2 separate regions of the Mus musculus genome follow, and region 2 is linked to region 1. A link is a contact called in public Hi-C data. All regions are on one chromosome and are shown on one strand. Each heading gives the region's core, a stretch centred on a gene start, on an enhancer-like site or on the middle of the called end of the contact. The rest is flanking DNA. Distances are from core to core; before and after follow the strand shown.

Evidence for each region. A called contact is a pair of places that touch in the nucleus more often than the background predicts.
Region 2: a contact with region 1 is called in a Hi-C map of bone marrow-derived macrophages, with 17 read pairs. The contact joins two enhancer-like sites. A contact is called at or near these places in 1 of 484 Hi-C or Micro-C datasets (bone marrow-derived macrophages) and 1 of 9 other capture datasets (embryonic tail).

The regions. Positions count from the first base shown.
Region 1 is chr3:84,613,823-84,616,522 of GRCm38.p6, forward strand. Gm46836 (a long non-coding RNA gene) reads left to right here. Exons shown (of 3, transcript XR_001784062.1): 2 at 153-262; 3 at 2,064-2,348. Among named protein-coding and RNA genes, the nearest start is that of Gm46836, 11 kb to the left of the region's middle. Within about 2 kb of position 1,434, at least 34 of the 459 cell types and tissues checked have an H3K27ac peak or open chromatin away from gene starts, as enhancers often do. A contact at or near this core is called in bone marrow-derived macrophages, where this site is marked.
Region 2 is chr3:84,943,854-84,946,554 of GRCm38.p6, forward strand. All of the region lies in intron 4 of Fbxw7 (F-box and WD-40 domain protein 7), which reads left to right. Among named protein-coding and RNA genes, the nearest start is that of Gm40080, 67 kb to the left of the region's middle. Within about 2 kb of position 1,293, at least 23 of the 459 cell types and tissues checked have an H3K27ac peak or open chromatin away from gene starts, as enhancers often do. A contact at or near this core is called in bone marrow-derived macrophages, where this site is marked.

The sequences.
Region 1 (2,700 bases), core at 184-2,683:
CTACAGAGTGAGTTCCAGGACATCCAGGGCTACACAGAGAAATTCTGTATTGAGAAAACAAAACAAAAACAAAAACTTCTGATTTTTGGAATCATCAAACACCTTGTGCCTTTAATTCTTGTCTTGTCTTGGCTTTTTTTTTTTTTTTCCAGATGTGAAGATGCTGTCAGCTGGAGAAGCTGTTTGTTTTTCACTCTTGGCATTAAGAACCCATGCTGAGCAGGCTCTGGTATCCACCACTGTGCCACATCCCCCGTCTCTAGTAAGGATTTCTAAAAATTGCAGTGCATGCCCAGGGGCTCCTTCTCTGAATGGTCCATTGATTTGATAAATAATGACCACATCTGAATGAGCACATAGAGGCTGTGATCCAGACACTCAGACTGCCACTTTTCTGGAACCAAGTTACATTTTTAGCCTTTGCTAATTTAATGAGCTATGCATATTCTAGAGCTGGGTGTTTGTGTGTTTGCCTGAATGTATATGCACTTTGTGTATGCAATGCCCAAGAGCAGAAAAGGGAGCTAGATCCAGTGGTCCTGGAGCTACATACATAGCTGTGGATGTGGTGCTGGGAACTGAATCCTAGCCCCCTGCAAGATGACCAAGTGCACCTAACTGCTAAACCATCTCTCTAGCACCAGCATACTTATCATACTTTTTTGTTTGTTTGTTTGTTTGTTTGTTTGTTTTCAAGACAGGGTTTCTCTGTGTAGAGCTGGATGTCCTGGAATTTACTCTATATACCAGGCTGACCTTGAACTCACAGAGATCCACCTGCCCCTGCCTCCAGAGGGCTGGGATTAATGACTTGTGGCATCACCACCCAGCCAGCATACTTGCTTTTTGTTGTTGTTGTTGTTTTTGTTTGTTTGTTTGTTTGTTTGTTTTTGGCTGTAGCACTAAGATTAGAAATGCAAACTTGGCATTCAAGAAGCTTGGGTTCCAGTTGTATTTTCCTTCCTCCTCAGCTGCAGTCAACCTGGATAATTAACTGATTGCTACTTTTGGCCTCTTTATACAATTGAGATAATAACTGTTGTTACCTTTGGGATAAATAGGCCAGTAGTAAGCTGGCTTGGTATGGAACAAGTGCTCAGAATTAGTTTGTCAGGCTGAGGGAACCTCTCAGACTTTCAAATGGGTCCATTCTAGTTAGCTATAATTGACAACTTAACACAGGCTGGAGTCATCTGAGAAAGGACTCTCAAGGGAGCAATTACCTAGATTAGATAGGCCGGTGGTCATGTCTGGGAGTAGGGGGTTGTCTTGGTTGTTAATTGATGTAGAAGGGCCAAACCCACTATGGGCAGCACCATTCCCTAGGCCAGTGCTGCCAGGCTGAATAAGAAAGTTAATTATGCATGAGCCTGTTAGTGAGCTGAGCATTCCTGTGGTTTCTGCATCAGGTTCCTGTAAGAGTTTTTGCCCTGACTTCCCTAAATGATGAACCTGTGTGTTGAAATAAGTAGTTTCTTCCCCTAAGTTGCTTTTGGGCAGAGAGTTTTATCACAGCCACAGAAAGGAAGCAGAACATGGCGCCTCTTAGATTTATCACTCAGAGAAACTTGTTATTTTAGTATTTTATCAACCTTCTAGTCTGTAGTTTTTTTCTTGTCCTCCTCCTCTACAAACTATTCTCTTGGGAAGGTATGCCTCCCTCCTTGTTTATGCTGGCTGCCCTTCTCAGAGTTCATCTCCATTACATCTTCCTGGCAGGGAAGCGACCTGGAATTGTTTGAGTGTGAGCTTCCCAAAGGCAAGGTGACTGAATAATGCATTAAGGCACCTGGCAATGCATATTGGCTCTAGCTTTGCAGTGACTCCGGTGAAGGGAATTTTCCTTTGTAGGCTGAGCATCAGTTAGAGACCTCTCCCTAACACTAGGGGTCACTGTTAAAGCAGTATTTCAAAAGCAGGCAGCTTTCCCCAGCAATATAAATTTCAAGAAAGTCCTTCAGTGCACAGATATTCTTTGTGGAGTTTGAGGGCAGCAGCTGAGGTTTTTGTCGAGCTCCTAAATTGGAATTCACTTCTAATCTCTTCTTGTTTCTCGCCTCTAGAAAACAATTCCATTTTCCCGGAGGCAGCGAGGCATCTATCTGAGAGGATTCGGAGTCCAAAAGCTTGCTCTGGCCTGAGCTGCTGACTGCAGACCCACCTCTCCAACTGTGAACCCCCAACACCAAACCCTGCTGTGTTCCTGACCCGTTAATCCTTTCCTAGGGAACCCGCTATTCTGAACATGTTAAATCAGAACCCTCTGCCCTCCACGTTCATACCTCAAACCCCCTGCTTTTCACCTTCTTCCTGGAGATGACCTGAAACACCAAGGCCTGTTAGTTTTACTCCCTAGTATTTTCTGAGTCTGTCTTCTTCCAGAAAGTTGAATGATAGTACTCACTTCATAGGACTGTGGAGATGAGACCACAGACTACAGACCCCTGCCTTCTCCTGCTCACCTGTATCTCTTAGCCTCACAACCTTCTTTTAAAATCGCCTTTTGATTGTTCTAATGCCCATCTCACCCCTACTGTCTCTAACCTTAACCCTTCCTTGAGTTTTATCAGTTTTGAGTTATGCATCAACGATCCTCCCAGTGCCTCAGCCTCCCCTCCAGTGTTCCTGTCTTCACCCTGACCTCAGTCTCTTACTCCTGTAGTCATAGCTAGGGCAGTCTAAAGGAACTTCCTGAGTGAG
Region 2 (2,701 bases), core at 43-2,542, 330 kb after region 1:
GTAAAATTCACACGTAGTGACTTGCAAACTTAAATTTGTGAAAATTTAGAATTTAGTTTTAAAATGTTCTAGCGTCCTTCTTGTCCAGATCCAGAGCAGGTCTCAGCTCCTCCACAGCATCTGCCCCTAGTCTGCCCTTCCGTTCTACGCCTTCGTGTGGAAAAGTCAATACCAGTGCAGAAAAATAATCCTTTGAAGTTAGGTATCTAAACAACATTTAAAGTTAATTTTTAGACATTTGGGGTCCCCAAGGTCTTACTGTTAGATATCTTTAGAGCATGTCTTATTTGTTTTAAAGTGAATAAACAAAAGGACTATAACAAAAGATTATGTGTAACTCTACTAATGGCATGTCTGTTTCCAGCAATATGCTTTTGTATTCAAATTGAGGAGATTCTAAAATCTCCTGAATAAGCAGGGGATCTTGTAAACATTATGCTGCTCATAATTCTTGCAATTTGTTAAATTATACACACTCAGTAACTGCTTTAAATGTAAAGTGGTGCTTTTGATATGACTATTTAGCACCTTTCTTTTTAAACATAATGGGGTGATCACTGGGTTCTTCCGTGCTCACTTGGACATTACATTAGATGCTTGAATACTTAAAAGAGCAAGTAAGAACTCTGATGTACATTCATAAAGAGTGTGGTGTTTTGTTTATTAGCGTACAACCAATGCAGAGTAGGTATTCAAGCGAAGTAAGTTTATATTCCCAGTCATTATAATGATTAGAGTTTCAAAAATATTTTTAACAGGTCAGTTAGGGCTGTGTAGTGTGACTCTGTCTCAAAAAAAAAAAAAGGAAATTGAATAAAATTATTTGTTATTTTAAATTTTATATAATTACTGAATTGGTGAAAAAGAAATGCCAGTTTCTAAAAGTTTAGTGTTTGAATCTGACTTTATGTATCTACCATCCAAATATTGTCACCTGAATACAGTTGTCAAAGTCAGTTGAGCAACACATAGCAAGTCAGAGAGTTCTAGGGCTGATCTGATGACTCCATGTCAACCAGGCCAGAGCAAGTGCACTTTTGTTGAAGGTCTCCTTTAACTTGGAGGCTCTGCAGTTATGCTCTGTGTTCTTTTATGGTCACAGAGAATAGTTCACGATGAAATGTCCTTTCAGCTCCAATAACTGAAACTAAGTGCATCTTTTATTGTAGTAGACATTTGCTAAAACAAATACTGGCAATACCATAATAGTCATTGGTCATCTGAGCCCAGTCGCTCTTTTAAAAAGTAAATTATCAAATGCAGAAGTCAGATGAGAATGTAGAAAACAGAAGAGCAGTGAGATAAGGGCTGTAATGGTGGACCGGAAGTGAGTTAGCAGAACCTCAAATGGTGCTTTACAAGTGGTGCACAGCATTTAGGGATTGGGGGTTACCTGCTCTTCAGTTCTCTTCTTGGTCCAAGTTTAGTGGTCTTTGAAATAGGGGGTTGATTGAGAGCTGGTTTCAGGGTGTGGTAAATCATGACAGGATGAAGGGGTAAATAATATATATGTTGAAAACAAGGCAAATACTGTTTATACTTTTTACCATGTCTCTTCATGTGGGTATGTGCACATGTGCCTGCAGATGAATAGAGGCCAGAAGTCAACATTGGGCATAGTGCCTTATAGCTTTCCATCTTAAATTTTGAGACTCAGTCTCTCACTTAGTCTGATGCTGATTTGGCTAGGCACTCTGGGCAGCAAGCCCTGGGGTCTTCCTCTCTTCACCCTCTTCCCCCAACACTAGAGTTACAGATAGGCACAGTCTACTTTGCCTGACTCCTATGTAGGTGTTGGTGATCCAATCTCAGGCCAATGCTTGCATAGCAGAGACCTAATTGTATCTCTTATTTCAAAAAGTAATGATTGCTTTGTGAATGATCTTCAACTTTACAATGCTGAGAATACACGGAAGAATATGGGCAGACAGTATACAGGGAAATTGTGTTAATCATTCCATTTTAGAAGCCTTTTAATGATTCACAACTTTCAAACTCTTGATAGTGGTCTGCAAGATCCTTAGTGTTCTGATCTTGACCTTTTACCATTGCTTCAGCCTAGACAAACTTGTCCTATCCTTGCTGAACCTGAACCTGGGCTGAAAAGTTGTCTCCTAGGTGCTACCATTCCAGATTCCTCTATCCTTGTAACTGCTCACTTGTTTCATAGCACCCCGCTCTGTGTCTTAGCGCTGATAGGAGCTTCCTGTGTTTGTTTCCTAGTACACTGCTCAGGCATACACAAATGAGTGCTCAAAATGCATCAAGCTTGTTTATTTATTGACAGGTGAGGAAAGAAGGGGAAAGCTTACAGAGCAATTTAGACTGCCACCATTAACATTTTTATATTTAGGTTTTTCTTCTCTCTTCCTAAAGGGGCCATTATTGAACTTCAAAGTAGTCCTCCTCCAGTTTGATATGTAATGAACAGTAGTGTGGTACGTGTTTTAGAAAGAAAGGTTTGGAGGTGTAAACGGGAGAGAGGCATGGGGTTAAGGGCTGATGGTAGAACAGGATGAAAAAATTCAAAACAAACTGAGTTTATGAATAGTAAGGGTCCTGTTAGTGGAAATCAATTAGTCATGTTCCCCCTCTGCTTCCCTGAGATACATTGAGGAGTATAACATTTTAATAATGGTTGGGAAATTTCTCTGGACTGTTCCCCCACTACTGTGTTCAAGAGCACAACTTGCTTGTATGT